Regions from separate parts of the Mus musculus genome. Here region 1 is linked to region 2. The links are chromatin contacts, called in public HiChIP or PLAC-seq maps. All regions are on one chromosome and are shown on one strand. The core of a region is the stretch at or near the end of the contact, and the rest is flanking DNA. Distances in the headings are between cores, read along the strand shown. Region 1 holds the start of Hmgcll1 (3-hydroxymethyl-3-methylglutaryl-Coenzyme A lyase-like 1). Region 2 holds the start of Lysmd2 (LysM, putative peptidoglycan-binding, domain containing 2).

Region 1 (6,415 bases), core at 1,549-4,048, 390 kb before region 2:
CTTGAAAGGATTTAAAGAATGAAATTCCAGGACCCTGTAATGCTTTGAAAGTAACAGAACGGAGCCCTCTGTTTGGAGCTTGTGGGGTGAGTTGTGAAGAGATTGCAACCGGAAATCTTGGAGAGAACCCACATGTGGGAAGTGTATTACTAAGTGTTTTGATTATCATGATAAAACGCCATGACCAAAATCAGCTCAGCCCGAGGAGGAAAGGACTTATACCTTATACTTCCATATCATAGTTCACTACTGAAGGAAGTCAGGGTAGAGACCAAGGCAGGAACAAATGCAGAGATAATGAAGATGGCTACCTCCTGGCTTGACTTTCATGGCTTGCTCAGACTACTTTCTTGTAGCACCTAGGACCACCTATCTTCTGCTCAGGGATAGCTCTGCCTTACAGTAAGCTGAACCACTCCATATCAATCATAAACAACATATCAGGCCCATCTAGGGGACACATTTTCTACATTGAGTGTTCCTCCCCTTACATGACTTCCAGAATGTATTAAAATTAAGTACGTGGGAGGACTTCTCTGTGCAGACCAGGGATGATTTTCCACAGAAAAATAGCCAGCAGAGAGAGAGAGAGAGAACATGGATGCAAGTTGGAAATGTGGAGTATCACTTTCTGTTAAGATATCCAAGTATAGACAAAAGCTCAGAAGTGAGAAGAGGATATAAAACCAAGAACTGGGATATAAACAATAGCCAGGAGGGTGAGAGGAGATAAGCCATAGGACAGACAGGCATGATGATCCAGACAGACAGAAGCCACTGAGCTCAGCAAGGACACAGGAAAAAGAGACCTGGACCAAGTACATGCTTTGTAAGACATAACTGAGGGGCAAATGGAAGTGTCTCAGTCAGAAAAGTTGGCGGGTGTTAAGATAACTTAGAGCGTCTTCCAGAAAAGCACATAAGAGTCTGAAAGCCGTGACCTTACATAGCCTCAGCAGTAATCTTCGAAGCTCTCATTTTCCCCGAACAAATCAGAACACTGGAGCATACACACCACTCTACGGATCACCCAAGCAATAGTCACATGACTTCATCCCGAAAAGTAAATGTTAGGGATTCTTGGTTGCGTAAGACAAACTGACCGCTAAAGAATGTTGAGAACATTCCAGGAAGTTCAAACCAGACTCCATGGAAATCAGCCACCGTGAGGACATGAGAGAAGATAAAGCATGGCTCTCCACTTCCCTGTTGTCACCATCAGGTCTCACCAGAGGGTCCTGGTCAATCCTTCTGAGCCTTATTAGTAAAAGCGGATTCACTGTGGCCCTTGCACGTGTGCATATTGTGGGCTGTGATCATATTCATAGCCTCATTTCCCCCACTCACCTGCTCCTTCCTCCTGATGCTTGCCATGTCTCCTAACTCCACCCCACCCCCACCCCCAATTTTCTCCTCTTGGTATTTATGTCCCTTCCTTAGGCGACAGAGAAACAGGCGATATTAGTTGTTTGGGCTCTGGCTTATTTCCAGGCATCTACCTACAAATGACTTGATTTTGTTCATCTCTCTGAATAATAAACCATTGGGTAATTATGCCATATCTTCTGTATTGTATCCAGCCATCTGTTGATAGGCAGAATGCCCATTCTAGGACTTGGCTCTTGCAAATAGCTCCAGTCTCATACTCTAATTAATGGGGAGCAAACTATTTATAAAACCACCCACGAATGCTAAGTCCTACTTGTAGATCGAAGGCTTCGATTTCACATGTTGGAGCACTGAACTGAGACCACACCATAAGGATATGAATAACTCCTGTCAGAACTGTTGGTGTAACATCACATAACAAAGCTAGGCCAGCCCACTAAAATAAAAAAAAATAACAAGAACTACACTGTTCACAAAGTGAACAGGTGCCTAGAATTAAAAGGCTAATGATACCTAAGGCCTCACAAAGCCCTTGACTCATAACAGGTTTCAACATTTAGGTAACGACCATTACTGCTGTTTCCTGTTATGTTTAAAGTTTACGGTTTTATGTGAAAAGGAAATTTCTTTATATACCTTATGCTCACTTAACTGGCACGTTTGTTGGTAGTACATGGAATCATAAATACATAAACAATGAGTTGTCTTTATGAAGCTCTCAGGAAAATGCAGGAATAATTTTAGTCTGTAATGGTTTTATTCAAGCTTGTTTAATTTCATTAAGCAAAAACACTGTAGGGATAGTCAATGCTCTAACATACCATGTGATTTTAATCGTCGTCCTGTGCCTTCCTAGTGTGCCCTAGCTTCATCCTCTTTCTACCACACAAGGTGATATGTTTGTAGTCTGTTACACATTACAAGGAAGAAAGTGAGAACAAAAGCACCGCCCTTCCAAGAACACGCACAGACATGATCACTCCTGTTGGCGACCTGCAAAAGGCCTGGGGTAGGGAAACTGCTAGGCCAGCAAGGATGCGCCTGCTGTTCACAGCTGAGAAGATGAGAGGCTTTTCAGCCACAGACCCACACACTGACAATAGAACGGGCCTCAGGCAGGACCCTGGCTTACAGAGGTGACACAGACAAAAGGGATGACGGGAGGTGGATGGGGGTAGGGACGCCCTAGGCCCAAGGTGGTACCTGCGCCGCATCCAGCGCCCCTGCCACTGAGTCTCCGCTCCAGAGATGTTCGCGGAGAAGCTGCTGGTAGTTGAGGCAGTGCTTCGCAGCAGATGGTAGATTCCCCATAGCAGCAGCCTAGGTGCCGTGGGCGGTGCTGGATCCCACGGCCGGAGCCGAGAGCCGGGTGAGAGCCGGGAGCGCGTCCCGCGGGTGCCCGGGGTCCGAGCTGCACTGCGGCGGCGCGGTTCCTGGGCAACGCCCAGGCAGGGGTGTAGCGGGCACCTGAGTCCCGCGCTGAGAGCCAGATCCTGGATGGGGACAGTTAATTGAGGCAGGGTGGCACTCCCCCCCCCCCTCCGTAAAATATGGTGCTCTCAGGGCTGATTGTCTGCAGGTGCTCGCCTGAGTCAGAGCTCTAGGCAGGACCCAGGCCTCTGAGAGGAAGAAGCACTGGGCTCTCTACAGACATTCTCTCCTTCCCAGCCACAAGCCTGTAGGGTTGGCACTGTGAATCGGTTTGAGTTTATGTCAAAACTCTATTTAAAATTGCCGAGGCGCTTTGTGGTATTAAAAAACACAAACCCTAAATTAAGGGCGAGGGAGGGGGGTATATCGGAGGTAAACAAGCAAACCAAGAGTTGTCAGTAAGCCGATGGTGCAAGATAAATGTTGAAATGCTGAATTCTTTTTCGCTGTTTTACATTTATTGGTTTTAGTGGTTGTCTCCTTCCACTGTCACATGGGGTTAGGACTAGAACTTAACTGTCTGCTTCGGCGTCACCACAAGTTCCTTTACTATCCCCCTGGGTATGAAGAACTGTTTTTTTAAGAAGAAGAAAAAGAAGAAGAAGAAGGAGGAGGAGGAGGAGGAGGAGGAGGAGGAGGAGGAGGAGGAGGAGGAAAGAAAGAAAAAAGCAATAACTAAATTCATAAAGGCTTTTCTTTCATTCAAACAAAAACAACCTGTCAGAAGTTAGAAGTAATTATAAATTAAATAAATTTTAATGTATATATTTATAAAATATTTATAATATAAATGTATATTTAGTTTCTATATAAGTATGTTTGATTTATATATAAGTTTATATATTATAAATATAAATTATTGGATTTATATGATAGCCTTGGAATCAGATAACCCCTGCTTCATTCGGCCTACTTCATAAGCACACTTAGATTGCAACACTCTAATGCTCTTCAGCGTGGAGTCCATAGCTTGCAGCTGATAGCACACAATCGTCAGGAACAGTCTTGTGCAGGGAGAGCTAGCTGGCCCTACTGTTTCCACAGCTAGGAGGAATCAAGAGCGCCCAGGTGCACAAGCTTGCACAAAGGATGGCGTATATATACAACGACTAACTTCTGAGACATAATATGAACAGATTTTGAAGGGATTCACCACCCAGATTGGATAAAGAATATTTTTATTAATTCCTTGGCAATTTCATACAAGATCTTTTGAACACATTCACGCCCTGTACTCCAAATCCTCCCAACCACCTCTTCATCCCTTTTATCCAACTTTAGGATAGCTTGTTACATTTTTTTCCCCCCATCAAGTCCTGTTTGTGTTGCCCAACTATTTTGGGTAAAGGGAACTGCCCTGGTGGGTGCGCAACTGACTCTCCCTTTCTAAGCAGCCATCCGGTGCCAACAGCTAGCTACTCAGTGGGATCTCATACCTACTTTCCCGGCTCTCCCCCGGGCTTTTGTCTGGCTGGTGTTTGTGCTGGTCTTGTGCATGCTGTTAACAGTTGCTATGAGTTTGTTTATGCAACTACCCTGTTGTACCCGGAAAACACTATTTCCTTGATGTTATCCTCTGCCTGGGGTTCTTACAGTCTTAATGTTCTCTCTTCCCTGAGCCCTGGGGGTTGGAGTGTGATATGTACATCCCTTTTAGAGTTGAGCAATGAATAATCTTATTTTCTGTACACAAGCCTAAAAAGATCGAGATAACACCGAGCTTTGAGGCACATGGTGCAGTTCTCTCTCCTCATTGGATAGGTTGACCTGGGAGCCCCAGCTCTGTAGAGAATGCTCTGTGGTTACAAGTATACACAGTTCTTTGGCGTCCATGTAGGTGGCTCCCAGACACCTATAACATCTAGCCCCAGGGGAATCTGACTCTTCTAGCATCTGGGGAACCCCTACTGACATGCACATACACACAGATTCTCCATTTTATTTTGTCTTTTAAGAAAACACAAAAATAGATTTAAAGTTAAAAATAATAATAAAAATAAAGAAACCTGGATTCCAAACCTAGTGTCCTGGAGCATAACTATAATCATATTGCTTAGGAAGGTAAGGTAGAAAAATGACTGTAAGTTTAAGGCCAGTCTAGGCTAGATAGCTAATTCCAGGCCAGCTGTGTCTACAAAGAAAGAGCCTGTGTCATACCATCAAGAATGAAATGGGCTCCACAAGCCAGTAGACATAACATCGCTGGGCAATCACATGGATGTTTAATGCTATATTTCAAACCTAAACTCTATTTTTTTTCTACCTTACATAACTAAGCTATTTTTGTTTCAGTGTTCCAATAATTTAAACATAAAAGATATGAACACCTACGGAAAATTAAAATGAATCAGATTTCCTGTTTTTTCCATGATTTTATTGATTTTAGGTAATGTCTCAATGTCTTGAATTCTACCTATCTTTTGTGAAATTTTCTTGACTCCCTTCTCTCATTAAGCCCTCCATCTAACCAGCACCCAATCCAATCTGCCAAGATATTTCAAACATGTAGGAGACATTGCAGGCCTTTATTTCCTATTTTCCTGCCATTCATACTTGGAAGATAGCACTGCAATTCAATGGGAAAGGTTTAAAAATTGAATGTTAGATCACATGTGGTCAGGAATACTTCAAACGACTGAGTGGTGTGAAGAAAGTTCTTTAGCTTCTGTTTTATTAACTGGGATGATTATAAAAGTTACTAGTAATTGCAAAATTCAAATGAACTACAATATATTGTGTTCAATACATAGTCTTGAGCACTTACTACTGACTACATCTGCAATAACAGAATAGTTCAGTTTGTGTTTTGGAACAACCACACTGAAATTTTGAATTTTGTGATTCTTTGTTGTACAGACAATGCTGTACATGATATTTTTTTTTCTTTTTTCTTTTATATCCACAGGTGTTTTGCTTGTATGGCCACTTCGGACAGTTAGGTGTGCAGTGCCTGCAGAAGCCAAAAATAGGTGTAGGTTCTTCCGGAACTGGTATTGGAGATGAGAGTTAGCCACTATATGAAGGGTAGCAACAGAACCTGGTCCTGCAGCCAGAGTTCTTCATCATTGGAACATCTTTCCAGAATCGTTGGCTATATCCACTAATATCAACTGATACACAAAAATCACTACTCCATTAGAGAACGTGAGCTGCTGATGTGGCTGCTGCTGCTGCTGACATTTGCTGAGCATACTTATCTTGGACCACATACAAGTCTAAGGAATTTCTGTGAATGTGACAGAATTCATTGTACAGATTAAATAACCTGAGCACAGAGAATGTAGGCCACTGCAGCACAAACTGGTTATTAAGGAGGACAGAATTCAACTTCAGCAGTTGGATGTCAGACATTGTCTTTGTGGTGGTGATGCTGCCTTGCTGAAATCACACTCACCCAAATATATGATCTTTGAAGCATAACTTCTTTCCCATTATCTCAAACATTTAAACATTACATGATACTTATTACAAATGCCATATCTCTTAATATAAGGTAGCTGACTCCCTCCCCACTCCACAAGTTGTTTAAATTGTATCAGAAACCAGAGTGCCTAGGCGGAGATTTAAATCTCAGGTGGAAATAGAATCCTGGGAT
Region 2 (6,480 bases), core at 146-2,645:
AGGGTAACTGACACCCTCTTCTGGTCTTTCTGGGCACCAGGCACACAGAAGGTGCACATACATTAATTCAGGCAAAACACTCATACACTTAGATTTTTTTTTTCAGTTCTGTTTTTCCTAGGCTCTGACCCAAACCAGCCCTCAGTGAATGCTTGAAGGCAGGCTGTAAGAACATTTAGAACTGTGGAGAAGGGTCTCAAAATGGTTTGATCAAGCTCTCAAAACGCTTAAATGATAGATAGAAAGACTTGCTGGTAAACAAACACCTGGTTAAATATGCAAAATAGGTTACTCTGAAGATACAGGCGAGATCATTTTAATTCTGACTGCTGCCCCGACGCTTTCAGGAAAGATCATTGAAAACGGATACTGAGTTCCAATGTAAAAAGGCCATCACACAGCTCACAGTTAATTATAAGTAATTTTAATGAAACAATTTGTTCCCTCGGGTTTCCGTGATCTTCCCCAAGGTGTAATGAAATATACCCAAGACGCACACCCTTATAAATTCGTAAAACACGGCCCTCCAGCTCACCTAGACCACAGTTCCAGGCTGCTGTTTAGACAGGTGTCACGTTCAGGGTCGCCAGTGAGCACAGGGGTGTAATTTCACTTCTAAATAAAGAAGCAGAATCGATAGAACCAGAACCATCCACGGGAAGAACTGTACATCCTGACTCATCACAGCTTGTTTACACAGCGCAGAATTCGTATCGGTGTGGCTTTGAGTAAATAGGTAGTGAGCTCCGGGGAGGAAAACGGGGAAAGGTGGCTGTGGGTAGTGCCCAAAACGCGGGCCTCCTTGTTTCTCGCGCGACAGATACGAGCTGAGACTGGCAGGGCACTGGGAAGGCCATGCACTAGCTGGTCGGGGGAGCTCTGGCGGCCGCCCCTCTCCGCAGCAGCAGCAGCAGCAGCAGCAGCAGCAGCAGCAGCAGCAGCTTAGGCGCCCACTGCAGTTGCAGCAGTGCGCGCTGGGATGCGGCGCGGGGACGCGGGGACGCACGGCCTGTTCCCCACCCTCCGCTCCCACCCCCGACCCCGCCCGAGGGCCGCAGGTCCGGGGCCGCGGCGGCGCGCCCTGCTCACCGTGACTCCGTACTTGAGCGCGATGCCCTGAAGCGTGTCCCCGGCGCGGACCCGGTGCTCCACATGGCGCTCGATGACGCCGGCGCCCAGAGGCGCCCGCACGCTGGCCGTGCTGCCGTACGAGCGGGTCTTGGTGCGGGCCAGGCTCAGCGACAGCTCGGCCTCCTCGGGCTCCGAGGTGGAGCGAGAGCGCGGCGGAGGGGAGGGCGCCGAGGGCCGGTGCGCACGGGGGCCGCCTTCCCGCAGGGCCGGCGCAGGCGAGAGATCCGCCATGGGTCCTGCCAAGGCCGCCCGGGCGCCGAGCTCGCCAAGGGGGCGGCGCCTCCTCCTCCGCCTCTTCCTCCTCACTGGGGCTGCGGCTGGCCGTGCCGCGGGGGCGGCAGGCGCGAGGCCGAGGCGGGGAGCTGCGGGACCTGCATGGCGCGCGCCGCCCTCCGCGGCCGGCTTCTCCACGGCCCCAGAGGTCCGTGTGCTGGTGGGGTTAAGGGAGCTGAGCCCGGACTGCAGTGTGCGGGTCCTGTCGGAGAAGGCCCTGCGGAAGCGGGAGCTCGCCGAGGCCCGTGAGCCGACAGAGGCCCACGGAGGAGTCCTGGGACCCATGTGGACCCCAAAACCGTGCAGACAAGAAAGAGTCCGCCCAAAGCCTGCCCTGGCCACAGTACACCCCCACCAAGCTTTGCTTGCCTTTCCGGATTCCTCATTGGGCAGCCTGCTTGCTCAGTGGTACCCCCTTAATGACATCAAAATCTCGGTGGCAGGAAACCTTAAGATCACTGAACATAGATACAGGTCCCTGTCCACCTGGGTGGTACAGGTCTTCTGACATCCTCCCAACACACACGCACAACTCACGCGCACACCCTTGACAAGGTACTGACCTCAGTCACACACTAAGCCAGTGCTCTTATCACCGACCTATGTATACTAAGTCTTTCTGTTTGGTACTCAGGCCTGCTGGGTAGTCTGCTGGGAGCTGACTACCCTCCAATTGTTGGTAGTCCATTCCTCTTTGAAGACCAGTGCCAGTTTCAGGCCTAGGCTTGTGCAGAGTTAACTGGAGTCTTCTGCCCTAACTCTTGAGAGATGCCACCCCCACCCGTTCATCCATCCTTCCCTCATCCCCACCCCAATCCCCTTACACACACACACACACACACACACACACACACACACACACACACACCCGACTCTAGGTAGAAGAGAAGAGTTCTCTTGTTTCATTGGTTTTCTGAAGTTTGGTATGTTGCTGTGCCCACAAAGACAAAAGAAACCGTTTAGGACACACTGGAGGAAGAAGAGCGGCAGCAGTAGTCCCCAGTATCACCCACCCCTTAAAGATTCTTCAGTTTTTCCCTGAATATAAACCCACATTGGCACCCAAGTCAGTTGTTTTTACTTTTCACATATATACCGCATCCTGACCAGAAAACTTAACCTCCTTCCTTACTCCCATCTTCATGTTTCGCCTGTGTTGTTCCCTCCATCAGCAACAGTATTCTCCCAAAACCCTGTCTACTGCTCATTTGTCCACTTTTAGGTTTTTTTTTTTTTTTTATCTATGTGTGTGTGTTCTGTATGCGTTTTGGGTGATCGCGGAGGCCAGAAAAGGCTGACAGATCCGCTGGAGCTGGGATTGCAGGTGGTTGTGAGCTGCCCGATGTAATCGCTAAAAAACCAAATCCATGTCTTCTAAATGAACAAGACACTCTCTTAAGTGCTGAGCTATCTCTCCAGCTCTATTTTGAAGAAAAGGTTCCCTGTAGCCTGGATCTCTTGGTTCCTGCCGCCGCTACTGTTACTAGGATTACAGACTGTACCATCACAAGTGGTTGGTGCTGTGCTGTGGGCTGAACCTCAGCAAGCTCTCTACCAGATGAGCTACACCTCTGGCCCCTGCATTTTAGTGTTCTTTTTCTGAAACACGGTCTGACCTGTATAGGCCAGGATGGCCTTAAACTCAAAATCCTCCTGCCTGAGCCTCCAGAGTGCTGGGATTGCCTGCGTTTCACTACATCCAATTTGTTTTGTGTTTGTTGCCTGGGACTCATGCTGCCAAAGCTGGTCTAGAGCTCCTGAGCTCGGCTGATCCCATAAGCACAGTAAATGCTAGAAGTAGATTCCCAATCCATTGTTCCCAGATTTCTTCCATCTTTAAGGTCCCTTTTTCAAATAGTGCTCTTGGGCAGTGCATAGGCTAGAATCAAAGGCTATATTCTCCATGGGATTCTTTTTCTGATTCTCCCCAAATTGTCCCTAGCCCAGCCTGCCCAGTTATTATTTCCCCATAGACCCTCCAGGGTGGTTTGTGCATCTTGTTCAGTTTTGAACTGTGTTTTCTTTGAAACATTTGTGCATTTACCTTATCTCCACCAGATACATACTCCCGGAGGCATCACTGGTTCTTTCCCAATATTTTTTTTTAAGCTCCAGCAATGCCTACTTCAATAGAATAATAAAAAAAAAATACACATTATTACATGTACCTGAAGTTCAATAGAAAAATATTAAGGTCTGCATTGGTTCTGTGTGCACTCCCAGCTGTGATAAATCTCTGCTATAAGAACAAAGGCAATAGGGCAGACAGACTGTACTGAGATTCCTGAAGTTAAAAACTGAAACTAACTTTCCACTTCTTTGTAGCTTGATTACCTCAGACACTTTGTCTCAGTGACTGGAGTCCGAACAATTCAACAGGCAATTCTGAAATGTTTACAAGCAAGGCTGATAATAGCTGGAGTAGAACTATTCTAACTAGTAAGTGTTCCTCAAGACTTGAGTCAATGCGCTGAGCACTGTGGTGTACTCCCAAAACCCAAGCACTTAGAGCAGAAGCAAGAACTTTCTGCAAGTTTGAGGCCAAGATGCTCTGTAAAGCAAGATCCAGATCTGTATCAACAACATAGTAAGGGAGATTCTGTATCAATAAAACAAAACAATGATAAAATAAAACGTTTTCAAAAGATTTGGCTTAATGGTACTGTTTAAAGACTCCTTTGTTAGTGTTTGTCTTAGTTCATTGGGATTGTGCTGACAAAATAGCACATGTGGGGTAGTTTATAAACAGCAGGAGCTTATTCTTCACAGTTGTAGAACTTGAGAACACCAAGATGTTGGGGAGATCATATCCAGTGTCTGGTGAGCCTTTGTCCATGTTCATACACACCTTCTTGATGTATTCTTACATAGTGGAAAGTGACAATAAGCTTGGATCTGATTTATAAGGAGTAACTCATTCCTATCCTTTTTCAATCTAATCACCCATAAAAAGCTCTTCTTTTATCCTTGGCCAGGAAGGTTAAGATTTCAACATATAAATTGTGGAAGGGGGTAGCAAAATATTGAGAAACACATACACACACACACACACACACACAAGCTATGCTTTGGTCCTAAGGAAGACATCATAAAAATGTCAGGACTCCATAATTAGCCTCTAAATTCTATGCAATAACAATTAACATTCCCAATATGGGGTTTAGAGGAACGGGACAGGCTAGTCTAACATGATCTGGAGGCTTTAGGATAGCTCTTAGGAGTAAGGAGAGCAGCATTGATTGGGAATGAGGTTAGTCCGTAGATGGCATTCCCTATGCCTTGTTCAACATGGTGCAACCATGACACTCACGGGATTCTGTGTATGGCTATCCTGTACAGTGAGCTGGACTGCGCCACCACACCCGGCTGAGGATTTTCCCTGCTACTTTTGTTCACTGAAAAGATTTGTGTTAGATCAGTTTGATATGAACCTTGAAAGGTTGATAGAATGTACCAATAAAATATTTTCTTTCCTGGAATATTTTATATGTTACATAGTTGGATTTATACAGTATACAGCCTTCAGACTTATTTCACATATCTAGCCATATGTGTATATGCATATATAATGTTATATGTACATATACACATAAAATATACATATATTATGCAGTTATGTATATATACATGTATTTGTAGCTTAAATCTTGTCTCTAAAATACATTTATTTAATTTAAACAAAAAATGGGGTGCTGGTAACATGGCTCAGTGGGTAAAGTCATTTGCTGCACAAAGCTGGCAACGTGAGTTTGTTCCTGAGCCCATATAAAGGTGAAAAGGGAGAATCAACTCCATAAAGTTGTCCTCTGGCCTCCACATGCGTGCGATGACACCGGTGTACTACACACACACACACACACACACACACACACACACAATATTACACCTCATTTCCTCTCACTACTTGGTAATGTTTTATTGTTTATCTAGTCACTGACTGAAAGACGTCTCTTTCGCTTCCAATTTTTGGCCAGTGTGAACTTCTGTGTACAAGTTGATGTGTGATCATAAACTTGAACTCATACAGGAGCAGAGTTGCTAGATCTTATGCAAAGCTGTGTTTGGCTCTGTGAGAGACTGACAAACTGACTGTTGGAGTGGCCGTGACATTTTCCATCCACAGCTGCACTAGCACTTGGGGCAGCCCCTGTTTAGAATTGTAGCCTGAACCTTGAGGCAATCCTTTTGCTTCTGACCCCACCCCACCCCCCACTTCCCCACCTATCTCCAGCTCTTCTCCCTCACACCCCCCTTTTAGATCTTACTGCATCAGCTAGTACTGTGATGTTAGTTAGAAATACTGAGGGAGGAGATCCTTGCCTTGTTTATGGAATGAAGGGAACACTTCGTTTCTCATGGCTGGGTTATGTTAGCTGTAAGGTTGTTTTCTTTCTTGCTTTTTCTCTTTCCTTTTAAAGGCCCTCTTTCTTAATTTCAAGTTTACTGAGAGCTTTTTATCACAAATACACATTAAATTCTGTCAAAACCTTTACACATGCATATATTGGTATGGTCATCTTTTTTCTTCTTTCCCCTGTTAATGTAATCAGTTAAACTGGTCTCTGAGAATCAAAGCACTTGATCGTGCTGTATAATTTATTTTATATATGGTTTAATCTAATTCACTAACACTTTGTTAGGCTTTTTTGTCTCTGTGGGAGCTAATGATCTATGAGTCTCTTTTCTTGTAATATCTTAGGTTTGGGATTAGGGTAATGTTGGCTTCACCTGATGAAATCAAATATTGTGGCTGCTTTGACTTTCTATTAAAGATTGTATCAAACTGATAGAATTTCTTTTTTAAATATGTGGATAAATTCATCCTGAAACCCTGTTTAATCTAACAAATGTTAGAGTAAAATGAAAGACTAGATTAGAAATATTTAGGAAAATCAACAAAACAAAAAGGTAGTTCTTTGATAAATGAACAGAACTCATGAACTTTTCTATGGCCTGACCAAGGCCAGTGGTTAGGGTTTCATTGCTATGAAGAGACACCGTGCCCAAGACAACTCTTATAAAGGGAAACATTTCATTGGAGCTGGCTTACAATTTCAGAGGTTTAATTCATTATCA

What was found. HiChIP or PLAC-seq counts read pairs in DNA pulled down with a chosen protein or histone mark.
Region 1: a contact with region 2 is called in a FOXA1 HiChIP or PLAC-seq map of pancreatic cancer cells. The contact joins the promoter of Hmgcll1 here to the promoter of Lysmd2 in region 2. A contact is called at or near these places in 1 of 39 promoter capture datasets (cranial neural crest), 1 of 484 Hi-C or Micro-C datasets (uterus) and 2 of 115 datasets of contacts at active chromatin or transcription factors (heart atrium and pancreatic cancer cells).

The regions. Positions count from the first base shown.
Region 1 is chr9:76,011,360-76,017,774 of GRCm38.p6, reverse strand. It overlaps Hmgcll1 (3-hydroxymethyl-3-methylglutaryl-Coenzyme A lyase-like 1), which reads right to left and starts at 2,798. Exons shown (of 9, transcript NM_173731.2): 1 at 2,593-2,798. The coding sequence starts at 2,700.
Region 2 is chr9:75,620,647-75,627,126 of GRCm38.p6, reverse strand. Lysmd2 (LysM, putative peptidoglycan-binding, domain containing 2) reads right to left here and starts at 1,395. Exons shown (of 3, transcript NM_027309.2): 1 at 1,090-1,395. The coding sequence starts at 1,362.